Regions from separate parts of the Capra hircus genome. Here region 1 is linked to region 2. A link is a contact called in public Hi-C data. All regions are on one chromosome and are shown on one strand. The core of a region is the stretch at or near the end of the contact, and the rest is flanking DNA. Distances in the headings are between cores, read along the strand shown.

The links. A called contact is a pair of places that touch in the nucleus more often than the background predicts.
Region 1: a Hi-C map of blood shows a contact between it and region 2, with 5 times the contacts expected there. The contact joins two enhancer-like sites. A contact is called at or near these places in 2 of 5 Hi-C or Micro-C datasets (blood and liver).

Annotation. Positions count from the first base shown.
Region 1 is chr23:16,279,861-16,285,116 of ARS1.2, forward strand. All of the region lies in intron 3 of FARS2 (phenylalanine--tRNA ligase, mitochondrial), which reads left to right. Among named protein-coding and RNA genes, the nearest start is that of FARS2, 73 kb to the left of the region's middle. Within about 2 kb of position 3,236, at least 1 of the 5 cell types and tissues checked has an H3K27ac peak or open chromatin away from gene starts, as enhancers often do.
Region 2 is chr23:16,130,888-16,136,481 of ARS1.2, forward strand. The region is part of intron 2 of LYRM4 (LYR motif-containing protein 4); the gene reads right to left. Among named protein-coding and RNA genes, the nearest start is that of PPP1R3G, 25 kb to the left of the region's middle. Within about 2 kb of position 3,029, at least 2 of the 5 cell types and tissues checked have an H3K27ac peak or open chromatin away from gene starts, as enhancers often do.

The DNA of each region.
Region 1 (5,256 bases), core at 1,986-4,485, 150 kb after region 2:
AGAGCTCCAGGGAGCGCCAGCAGTAGATGGGAAGGCTGGAGGACCCGGGCTGCGATGAGTCCTGGAGCGGCCTGGGCCCAGGGGCGCAGTGGGGAGGGGAGATGGACAGAGAGCTGTGAGCGGTTGGTGGAGGGCCTTCTGTGTAGCTTTTTGGAGTTGGAGCATTAGTTTAAAAAGAGTGAGGAGTCTTTAGTTTTTAAGCATACGAGGGATAGCATCCGCAGACACAGAACAGACCCTGGACACTGGGGGAAGGAGAGGCCGGGACGAATTGAGAGAGCAGCATGGAGACATATACACACCACGTGCAAGAGGGAGAGCCCACGCTGTGCTCCGTGACAACCTAGAGGGGTGGGATGGGCTGGGAGGTGGGGGGAGGCTCAAGAGGGAGGGGACACATGGATGCCTACGGCTGATTCACCCTGATGTCTGGCAGAAACCAGCACAATATCATGAAGCAATTTTTCTCCAGTTAAAAATAAATTTAAAAAAGAAACAGCCAATGCAAAAAAAAAAAAAAAGGATGTCATCGGTTTAGCAGTTTAGAAAAATCTGCCAAATAGCTGGTGGAAATGGAGAAGGGTAGGGCAAGACTGGTCTTGAGATTATTTATAATCATCTAAGAACCAAGGCGGCTCAAAGCCCCCAAAACAGCAGGGACAGCAGATCGGAAAGGGGAGACTCCAAGGGCAAGGCGGGCGTTACTCGGTTTGGTGGCTGCATGAGGGGAAGTGAAGGAAAAGGGGAAATAGCTGGAAAGGATGCCTGGGCTGCCGCGTTGGGACCATTCCCAGAGTCAGGGGTCACAGAAGGAGAGGTGTTTGGGGTGGGGTCCAGAGAGCTAGTGGACTTGGGACACGCTTGGGTGGAAGTTCTCCCGGCGCGCGTGTCCAGCAGGCAGGCGCGTCTGTGTGTTGGGGGTGGAGACGCAGACGCAGGCTCCATCATGGGTGGTGGCTTGGCTGCGCCCATCTCAGGCAGAGTCTGCAGAGCAAGACGGGTACAAGCTGGAAAGAGGCCTGCAGAGCAGAAATACTTAACGACCAGAAGGAAGGAGAGGAGGCCGTGAAGAGAACTACGGAAGCGCGGCCAGTCTAACTGCGAAGAGAAGGGCAGTCTCAGCAGGAGACGGGGTGGAGGGCGTCTTGCTGGTTTTGCGGGCCATTGTATAAAGAGAATGGACCACGCTTACTGAGCAGAGAGAGCCAGGCAGAGGTCAAAGGTCCCGGCGCCGTGGTGGTGGGGGGCGGTTTCCAGGTGAGAGCGGTGAGGACGGTGTCACTGTGAGGCATTAGTGGCACCTGCAGCCATCAGGAGAGGCTGTGCGTCTCATTTTTTGGTTTTTAATTCAAGGTGGGCCTGAAGAGCCTGATTCTTTCCTCTCTGTGGCACGGGGCCAGCCCCCAGCCTGTTCCCTGGGCTCAGGTACCGCAGCGGGAGAGGTGGGGTGGTTTCCTCGGCACCACGGTCCAGCTGAGATGCAGTGAGCGTGGGCCCTTGGGCATCCCACGTGCCTGGCGCGTCCTCCTTGGGTTCCTTGAGGGCCCTTGTGTGTTCAGAGCCCCCGCCACATGGGCGTTATTTTGGTTCTTCTGTGCTCTGTCCTCATCCTTCAGAGTTTCGTGCAATGAGCAGCGTGACTAACCCACGTCTCTTCCTCCCGGAGGGCTTCTGACCACCTCTGGGTTTGAGCAGCGTCTCTTTCTCTTTCCCACCTGCATGAGGGTTATTGCTTTGTCTAAGCTCTCGAAGCATTTCTTTTCCTCGTTTCTCCTGCTTTTTCCTTTGCTTCTCTCCCTTCCTTGGATGAGGAGGGCAGGCTGAAATACCCCGTGTCAAGCACTGGTGTTGTGATAGGAGCCACAGGCTCACCAGCCTCCCTGTGCCCGGTGGTGCCCTCGACCTCCACGTGGCCTCCACCACCCAGCGCCTCCCTGTTACTGGGGCAGCATCGCTGTAGCTCACGCGCGGTTCCAGAGCGGGCCTCCTCAAATAGCCCGGCACCCTGAAGCTCATGCACACTGGAGGATACTCAAAAAGCAAACTTTTAATTTTCCTTCTTTGAGGGATCGATTGGCCCTTGTGCAACAATAATGATTTGGTTGGGACAAACCGTCAACTGTTTCATGGAAGGTGCCCACCGCTGCTCCTCTCTGCTCAAGCCTTCCGTCCACTCCTTCATCCCATCCGTCTGACTGGAGGCCCTCTGACCACAAGCCAAGTTGACGATCATGTGTATGCTGTCAGGGGAATAAGAGGGGAGCCCAGAAGAAGGGATCAGGGGCCAGAGTTTGATTTCCGTTCACGGTTCATCACTTGCTGTGTACCAGTGGCCGGTTAACTTCTCAAAGTCTCAAGTTTCTTATCTAAGAAATGGGGGAAAGAACAGGGTTGTGAGAATTGAATGAACCCCTCAAGGAGTAAGGTAAGCCCGCAGTAAGGTGGCAAATTAGTAAACGAGCAGTAACTGAGCCAAGAGCGGTCCACACCGCTGCAGCAGCAAAGTCAGTTACAGGCTCCTTACATCTGCCCAGGAATTCAGAGGGGGCAGGGCGGGGGCGGGGGGATGTTTCATTAGTATGCAATGTGGACTGTATGGATTAAACCAGTGATCAATGCATAATTCTAAATGGTTGAACAGGAACATGGCTGCCTTGGGAGCCACGGAGCAGCCTTAAGTAACTGCCTGGAATTCTGCTGGCATTATAAGCCCCGTTTATCCTTGGCTGCCCGTCGGGTTTTGCATAGATGTGTGTTACTCTTCTGACCATTTGCCTTTTTATTTGTGTTTTAAATGTATGTTTGAAGTCTGGGCCGTTTTGCAAAAATCCTTTGGCTTTCTAAATTTCAAGTTTAATTGGCTTTTGCAATCCATTTTTATTCTTAAACCTGATTAGAATTAATTTCCGGCACCTATTCTTTTCTCATTTGTGAACTACCTGCCCTGGCTTCTGCAAGCAGTTCTAGTAGGGGTGGAATTTGTATTCTGGGTCACTGAGGCTTCTGAAAGGACACTTAAGAAAATGTCAGAGGAATAGAGGAAATCCTAGTGGAAAAACAAATGGCACAGCCTGTCGTGTGCAGTTAATGGGAATCTAATTTAGTTTCATGGCCGGTGGATGTCTCTCAAACAGAAAGCTGAGTGAAAGGCAGCCACTTCAAGCTCCCTGGAATCAGGGGTTTCGTCCCTGCGTGGTGACCGCTCGGCTGAGTGGTCTCAGCTTCGCTGGGTCTCCGCCGCTCCCGAGTCTGTCCCCTTGCTGCCGGGTGGCTCGGCGGCTCTCTCGTGCCCCTTCCAGCACCAGTGTTCCACTTCCTCTGAACGTGAAAGCGCTGACTTGTTGACATGTGTGGTTTTTTTTCCTCTCCTGTGCTGTATTATGTGGATGGTATCATGAATTACTGCTTTTCCTTCTTTCAGAATTTTCCAAACTTTAGTCTTTATTGTATGAGTATTTTCTTTGTTCTGCCTAGACACTGTAGATAGTAGTTTTTTAAAAGCAGTAAAATATTAATGTGATTCCAAAAGTCAGAACTGTATAAACAATCTTCCTTAAAGAAGGGCCCCTCCTGTCTCCGCCCCCTTCCCGCAACCTCCTCTTCACTCCGCCTTTCGCGGTTCCTTTCACCCTGCAGTCTGCTCCATTCCGCTTTCTAGTAGGCAGCCAGTCTCATTTCTGTTTCGTCATTCCAGGGGTGTGTGTTTATTTTTGTTTTATGCGAATGAACAGGTTCATTATATAGATATTATATATAGTCACTTACATAGAATATATTTATTTAAATATACTTTGGCCACACCAAGCAGCTTGTGGGGTCTTAGTTCCCCAATCAGGGATCAAACCTGGACCCTCTGTGAAAGCGCAGAGTCCTAACAACTGGACTGCCAGGGAATTCTCAGATTCATGTATATTGTATTATTTTCTCTTCTTTCTTGCATGAAAAGTACCATAGTGAGATTGCTTTTTCTACATAGTGGGGCTTGATAGTTCTAGTAGGGGTGGAATTTGATGATAGACCACATATCATTTCAGAGTGGTCATCCTCATATTTTAATTAATGGTATGTCTTTTAAGTACTCCACTGTATGGATCAGTCAGTTCAGTCGCTCGGTCGTGTCTGACTATTTGAGACCCCATGGACTGCAACACGCCAGGCCTCCCTGTCCATCACCAACTCCCGGAGTTCACTCAAACTCGTGCGCATTGAGTCGGGGATGCCCTCCGACCATCTCACGCTCTGTCGTCCCCTTCTCCTCCTGCCCCTGATCCCTCCCAGCATCAGGGTCTTTTTCCAGCGAGTCAGTTCTTCACATCAGGTGGCCAGAGTATTGGAGTACTGTATGCATAGTCCATAGTTTATTTACCTTCTCTCTTTTTGTGTGTGGACATTTCTTTGTTTTTCAGTACTTTGTAATTTTAAATAATGCTACGGTGAAGACCTTGTTAGGCATATATTAATTCTGGAGGTGTATTCAGGGTAAATAGCCAGAAGTAGAAGAATTAGGTCAGGAGAGGAATACAAATGTAGTTGGGCTGGATACTGCCAAATTTACCTCCAGGATGGTCCCACGAGTTTTCACTTCCATCCGCAGTGCGTGAGAGTTCATCTTTTCCCAGGCCTCACCAAAAGAACGTTGTCTTGCTTCTTAATCTCCACCAGGCAGCAGCTGAAGAGCAAAGTGTCGGTGTTGTCTCAGTTTGCGCTTCTCTGTCTGAACCCCTTTTCACAGGTTTAAGGGTCGTTTTCTTTTTTTTTCGGTGAATTATCCGGTCATGCATTTCTCCCATTTTTCTATGGAGTTTTCGGCCATTAAACCAGTGAGTTTATTCCACTGCCACTCTCTCTTCTTCCACTTTTGGGTTACACTGTTTCTATTTTGTCGTGACATATAGAAAAAAGAGCTCGTTAGTAAGACATTCCCTAGGCTTTCGTATGTTTAAAGCTCTTACTATGGATCTGGTACTGAAAGCCCAGCGTTGCTGAGTGTAAAATTCTTGGTCCGTGTATTTTTTTTTTTAATTGAGTTGTTTGAATATGTGGCTTCACCATTCCTTGTTTGTATGCTGTTTTGGAAGTCTGATGCGAGGTGGGTGGCTTTGCCTTTCTAAGACGTTTGATCTTTTTGCCTGGAGACCTTGAGGATTCTTTCATCGCTGAGGTCTAATGCTTCTGCTGGGATGCGTCTTTCATTTGGTCCTTCAGGTACCGTCTTACCTGCTGCTGCTGCTGCTGCTGAGTTGCTTCAGTCGTGTC
Region 2 (5,594 bases), core at 1,779-4,278:
GCACAGACTCCAACTGATAAGATTGGGCCGGTGTGGAGACCTAAGGGTGGCCATCTAATGGCGACTTCAGTTCATGAGGATGCTCTGCACACCTGCAATCTGCTAAGAGCAAATTGCGGTGTTCTCACCACACACACAGAAGGGGACTGTTTGCGGGTGGGATTTTATCAGGTCGGCTGTGAAAATCATCTCAGAGTGCATGTGGGTATGAAAACATCATGCCATACACTTAAATATACACAACTTTTATTTGCAAATCAAACCGTAGTAAGGCTAGAAGGGACACAAGGAACAAAAAAATCACAGCCACTGCCAACCAACACTGGCTGCAGACGGAAGCAGATGTCGGCCTGTTCAAGGACCCGCTTCTCTGCTCCTCACTGCCCTCTCCGAGCTAACTGCCTCCCGGGACTGCGAGCTGCGCGCCCGTCAGCCACGCGTGCTTTCCAGGCATCGCAATCACCTCCCCAGGGGGGGTCCGCTCGTCAAAGACAAGGACTTTCTTTTAAGTTTTCCTGCTGACTCCATTCAAAAAAGCTTCCCGGCTCTAGAATTTGAAACAAACCCAAGACTTTCTTTTTTTTTTTACAGTGGTAAAATATGCACAGAATAAATATGCCATTTGAGCCGTTTTTAAACGTGAAGTTCTGCGGCATTAAACACGTTCACATTTTTGTGTAGCCATCGCCATCATCCATCTTAACTTTTTCAAATTCCGTGGTTGCTAGAGATAACGCCTGAGAATTTAACCCCCAAAGAAGAGTAGTATTAACATGCATCGAATGCCTACTAAGCTCCAGGCACGTACACTGGGCACTTAATACCCAGAACTGGACCTCCCGCCTTGTGAACACTCCTGGGCAACAGGTGTGAAAGTCTCTGCTACTGTAGGGTGAGAGGACAGAGGTCTGGGGTGGCGGGAGCTGGCGGGAGGCCACTCTCTATGGTGCAGCTGCCGAGCTGAGAGCTCTGACTCATCCGGGCTCCTGGCCCCAGCGCGAGGTCTGGGGAGAAGCAAAGTCCAACCCACCCCATCAGCACGACTCTATAAACAGGGCTACCGCATCACGGCTACAGCTTGGATCAACGAGACACTTCCAAGTAAGGCTACAGAAACCAAGTTCAATTCACAGCACAGGTCACGCTGTATTTACAGAAACCACAGCCAGAGCTGGCGGCTGAGGAGTGTTATGTAAAAGTGAACGTTTGATTTTAAAACTGTACCTCTTTAACGGTTTTTTCATACTTTTGATGTAACGATGTTTAATATTACACATTAAAAAAAATAAAGTTTAAAATTTGACAAAATTTTAAACATTTGTGGGGGGAGGGGCATTTATATGCATATGACATGTACATCCAAACCACACAAGCTTCAGTCTTGCAGGACACCTGCCTGAAGTTTCCTGAGCTCAGCACCCCAGGGCAGCAAGGCTCCAGGCTGTTCCGGGTATTCAGAGCTGGTGGCTGAGGCCCTCCGAGGACCGTGGACTTGGCTCCGGAACAGCCCCTGGTGTGTCAACTGGCTTTGTACCTGTGGGCACGTGAGGCCTGGTGCTTCCTTGCTTCTTAGGTTCTTGTTCAGCCAATAAGAGCCTGTAAAAATCTAACATGGTGTACTTAAAAACAGTTTAGATGGTAAGCTTTGTAATGTGTATCTTACCGGAGTTTTATTTCGAACGTCCCAGTTTTTGCATCTAGAGTTTTCATATCTGAAAAATCTATACTTTATATAAAGTAACTGACCATTTTCCACATTTGTGGGACTGAAAACAAGACTGTCCAGGGCCCAGGCCCTTTGCAGGAACCGGAGAGACGGGGGATAGGGGGCTGCGACCCAGGGTCCACGCGGCTCCACATTTTCTATTAAAAGGAAGAGTCTCACATCTGTTCTACCCAACGCGCCACTCTCCCTTCCGCAGGTTAACGGTTAAAGGGAACCCCCCCCCCGCCCATATGAAACATGGCTTTCCCTCCATGACCTCACCGTTCTTCAAAGAGATAATGTTAACCGACAGCATCTTTCGGGGCTCACAGTCACGCCCGACGTCAAGAGCCAGGGACGCCGCAGCGACTCAGCCTGGAAAGAGTACGCGGTCGCGGCCCTGCGCCTTCCCGCCTCACGGCCGTGCATCCCGCGCCCCAACAGCTGCTGTATCCCTACCCAAGACCTAATCACCGCACAGCTGCCCGTATCCCTGCCCGAGCCTGGATCACTGCGCAGCTGCCAGTATCCCTGCCCCAGCCTGGATCACCGCGTGGCTGCCCCGGCGGCCTTCCCCATCCAGCGCTCCGTGAGACTTCGAGGAGCTGAGACGCCCTGTATACTGTCTCTGGGCAGGGTCTCCATCCAGAGCTCCGGGAGGCTTCGAGGAGCTGAGACGCCCCGTGTACTGTCTCAGGGCACGGGAGACCTCGCCGGTGCCCCTGCAGGTCCAGAAGGCCCGCGGGGAGGCTGAGGCAGCACATGAGACCGTCAAGCGCTCCGAGACCCCAGGGCCGTGCTGCAGCTCTCCTGCGTGGTGCTGGCTGCTGCGTGTCACTCAGGACGCAGGGGCCATCCTGGACTGCGGTCCAACACCGACCCGGTAACCTTCACCTCTGACTTAGAGGGGGAAGCGACTCCTGCGGAGCGAAGGGCCTCCGCCCGGGGTCACGGGAGTCGGTGCTGACTTGTGGGCGGCTGTTACTGCTGAGACACTGACACTGTTTCTTGGTGGTAATATGCTGGTGAGCGTGATGGGTGGTGAGACAGACCGCAGCGGTCACAGGACACCGTGCTTCCAGGGACTCCTGAGCACTGAGGCCTCGGCCCGGTGCAAAGCCAAGCGAAGACACGGGCTCTGTCGTCTCTGCTCTGTCCCCACAGAGTTCTAAAGGTGCTGCAGTCCCTCCTGCAACCCTCAAACACGTGTCACCCCAGGAAACCCCGTGCCTGAGGGTGTGAATACGGAGGCCCAGGAGAAGCAGTGAGACCCGGCAGTGTAATAACACGTTTCGGCAGCAGATGGCAACAGAGGACTTCGCGAGTGCTCAGGCAGCCGTTCTGAAAGGCTGGGAGGCAGCTTTTAACGGCTATTGTTTAAGTGATTTATGTGTTTGCATTCTGCTCAACCTTATATATGCATTGCTGAATAAAACATTCACAGTGTATTTTCCACCGGCAGCTGAGCTCCAATTCCAAGCTTCTGAATCCGAATTCCCAAGCCCCTGACAGCAGATTGCTTTCTCCAGAAGAACCATTCCAGTCCCACAAGAAGAAACGCTTGGGCCGGGGGGCAGAGGTCTGGTGTGACAGCCTCACCGGAGTGGCTGACCATGTGTGTGCTGGGGGCTCCCCGTCCAGGCCCCCTGCCCTCCACTGGGTCCCCTGCCTCCCCCATCCCTTGGTGTCCGTTTAGGCGCATGAACCGACGTGTGGGGAGGAGACAGCGGTCTTGGCCCGCCTCGGGCAAGGAGGACAGAGCAGCTTGTATGTAAGAAATGTGTCAGGTTTACAAGAAGGAAGAAATTCTCACACAGGGAATCAGATTTCCCCCCTGTCCTTCCCAGAGACCCCCTGCCCCAGCCCAGGCATCAGCAGCCTGGTGGGGAGGCCCAGGGGAGGAAGTGGCCCTCGTGAGGTGGGCGGCGGGCAGTGCCACCTGCCGGGTCGAGCCCAGGTGGGGCTGTCTGGGCCGCGGTGGTCGCCAGCCCAGCACGGCAGCTGCCCTGTGAGGCAGGCCCTTCCTGCCCAGCCTCAAGCCGCACCCCCCACCAGCCTTTGTCTCTATTTGAAGAGGAAAGGACATCCACTCGTGATAAGCGGAGACAAGATGATTCTCTTTTTCCAGGAGAGGAGAAGGAAGCTCGTAGAGATTAGGAGGGGAGCTCAGCCGCCCGCGGCCAGTCTGTCCTGGGCTCTGCGCTGTGACTGCGGCGAGGGCTCGGGCAGGGCTCCTCTGCCGCAGACGGGCCCTCCTGCCCCCAGAGGAACAGGCTCAGGAGAGCGGTACGACCCTCGTCACCATGGGGCGGGGGGCACAGGCGAGGGGGCTGCCAAGGAGGAGAAACGCACGAACACTCCTCCTCTCACCCCTCTTGGTGCACGCTGGTGGGAAACAGCATCAGATCTCGGGAGGCGCGCAGTTGGCACCAGCCCGGCGCGCGGCCGCGGCCAGGGCTTCGTCACCGAGGCTGCGAGTCCCTCCTGGGCCCCCGAGCCGCGTGCTGGCTCCTTGAATGCCCTCCGGCTCTCCCGGCTCCTCCCATTCCTGCCACCACCACCCCCTGCCCTGTGTGGACCAGGCCTCCGACCCGGACACGACGCCGCCCCCGTCAACGCCCGCACACAACCGCCTCGGCCCTCGGCAGACGGCGCCACGTGCCGACCCTTCCCGTGTCGGCGCACGTTCTCGGTGCGCCTGCGTGCCCACGCGCCTCGCCCCCCGCGCCCACGCGCCTCGCCCCCCGCGCCCACGCCGGCCTCCTGCAGAGGGTTCGGGGCTCGCGCCGGCGGAGGGCCGCCGCCTGTCTGCCGCCAGCCCGAGGGCCCCGCCACTGTTGAGGAGGAGCGCGACTGCGCGGAGTGCTGAGGGCCCTTCTCAAGCCCATCCGTGCGGGGACTCGACCTTGCGGGGAACCAAGACCAGGCCTGTGTGTTTTCCTGCAGCTCAGGTCCTCCCCTTGAGACAGGCACCACCACCCTCATTCACCCGTGAGGAAAAAGCAGAGCTGTGAGATGCCGTGATTATCTGAGGCCGCTGAGCTGGTAAAAACGGCAAGGAGGAGTAAGTGATCGCTTAGCATGACCGATGGGTAGCACCTGGAACACAAGATAAACGCAGGGTCCTGGACGCAGGTACACATCCCCTTGGGCTGAAAAAACAGGAAGACTAATTGGTTATGGAAAGAGAACCTCTCACATTCGCCGAAAGGGGCTTTCCTCGTGGCCCAGTGGTAAGGAATCTGCCTGCAACGCAGGAGACATGGGTTCGATCCCTGGATTGGGAAGATCCCCTGGAGGAGGGCATGGCTACCCACTCCAGTATTCTTGCCCGAAGAATCCCATGGACAGAGGAGCCTGGGGGGCTCCAGTCCATGGGGTCACACACAGTCGGACACGACCGAAGGGTTGAGGAAAACAAGAAACTTCACCCAGTGAGGAGACAGATACACGTGAACTCATGTGCACACACGTGTGTACACACACACACTCTTTACAGCAAACAAATTAACTTTCCCAACAATAATTATTGAAAATGACAGCCTCTTACTTAAAATCATTTTCCATTTACATGGAAGATATAATTAAATCTAATTAAATCTGTAAGTGTAAAGACGACCTCATTTATATTGTATTTCCAACTTTAAAATATGAGTCTTGGATTTTTTTTTTCTGGAGCTTAAGTTTAATTTTTAAATCATCTAGAAAAGATCCTTTAACAAAATTTCATTTTTTTGACATGATGCTTATTTGGTACAACAAAACTCTGCTTTAAACTTGAAACTTTGTATTAACTGTTACACTTTTAAGGGTGGCAGGATGACACAATATTTCAGATAAGCCATTTGTTCAGTTGCTAAGTCCTGTGCCGACATTATTGTGACCCCTA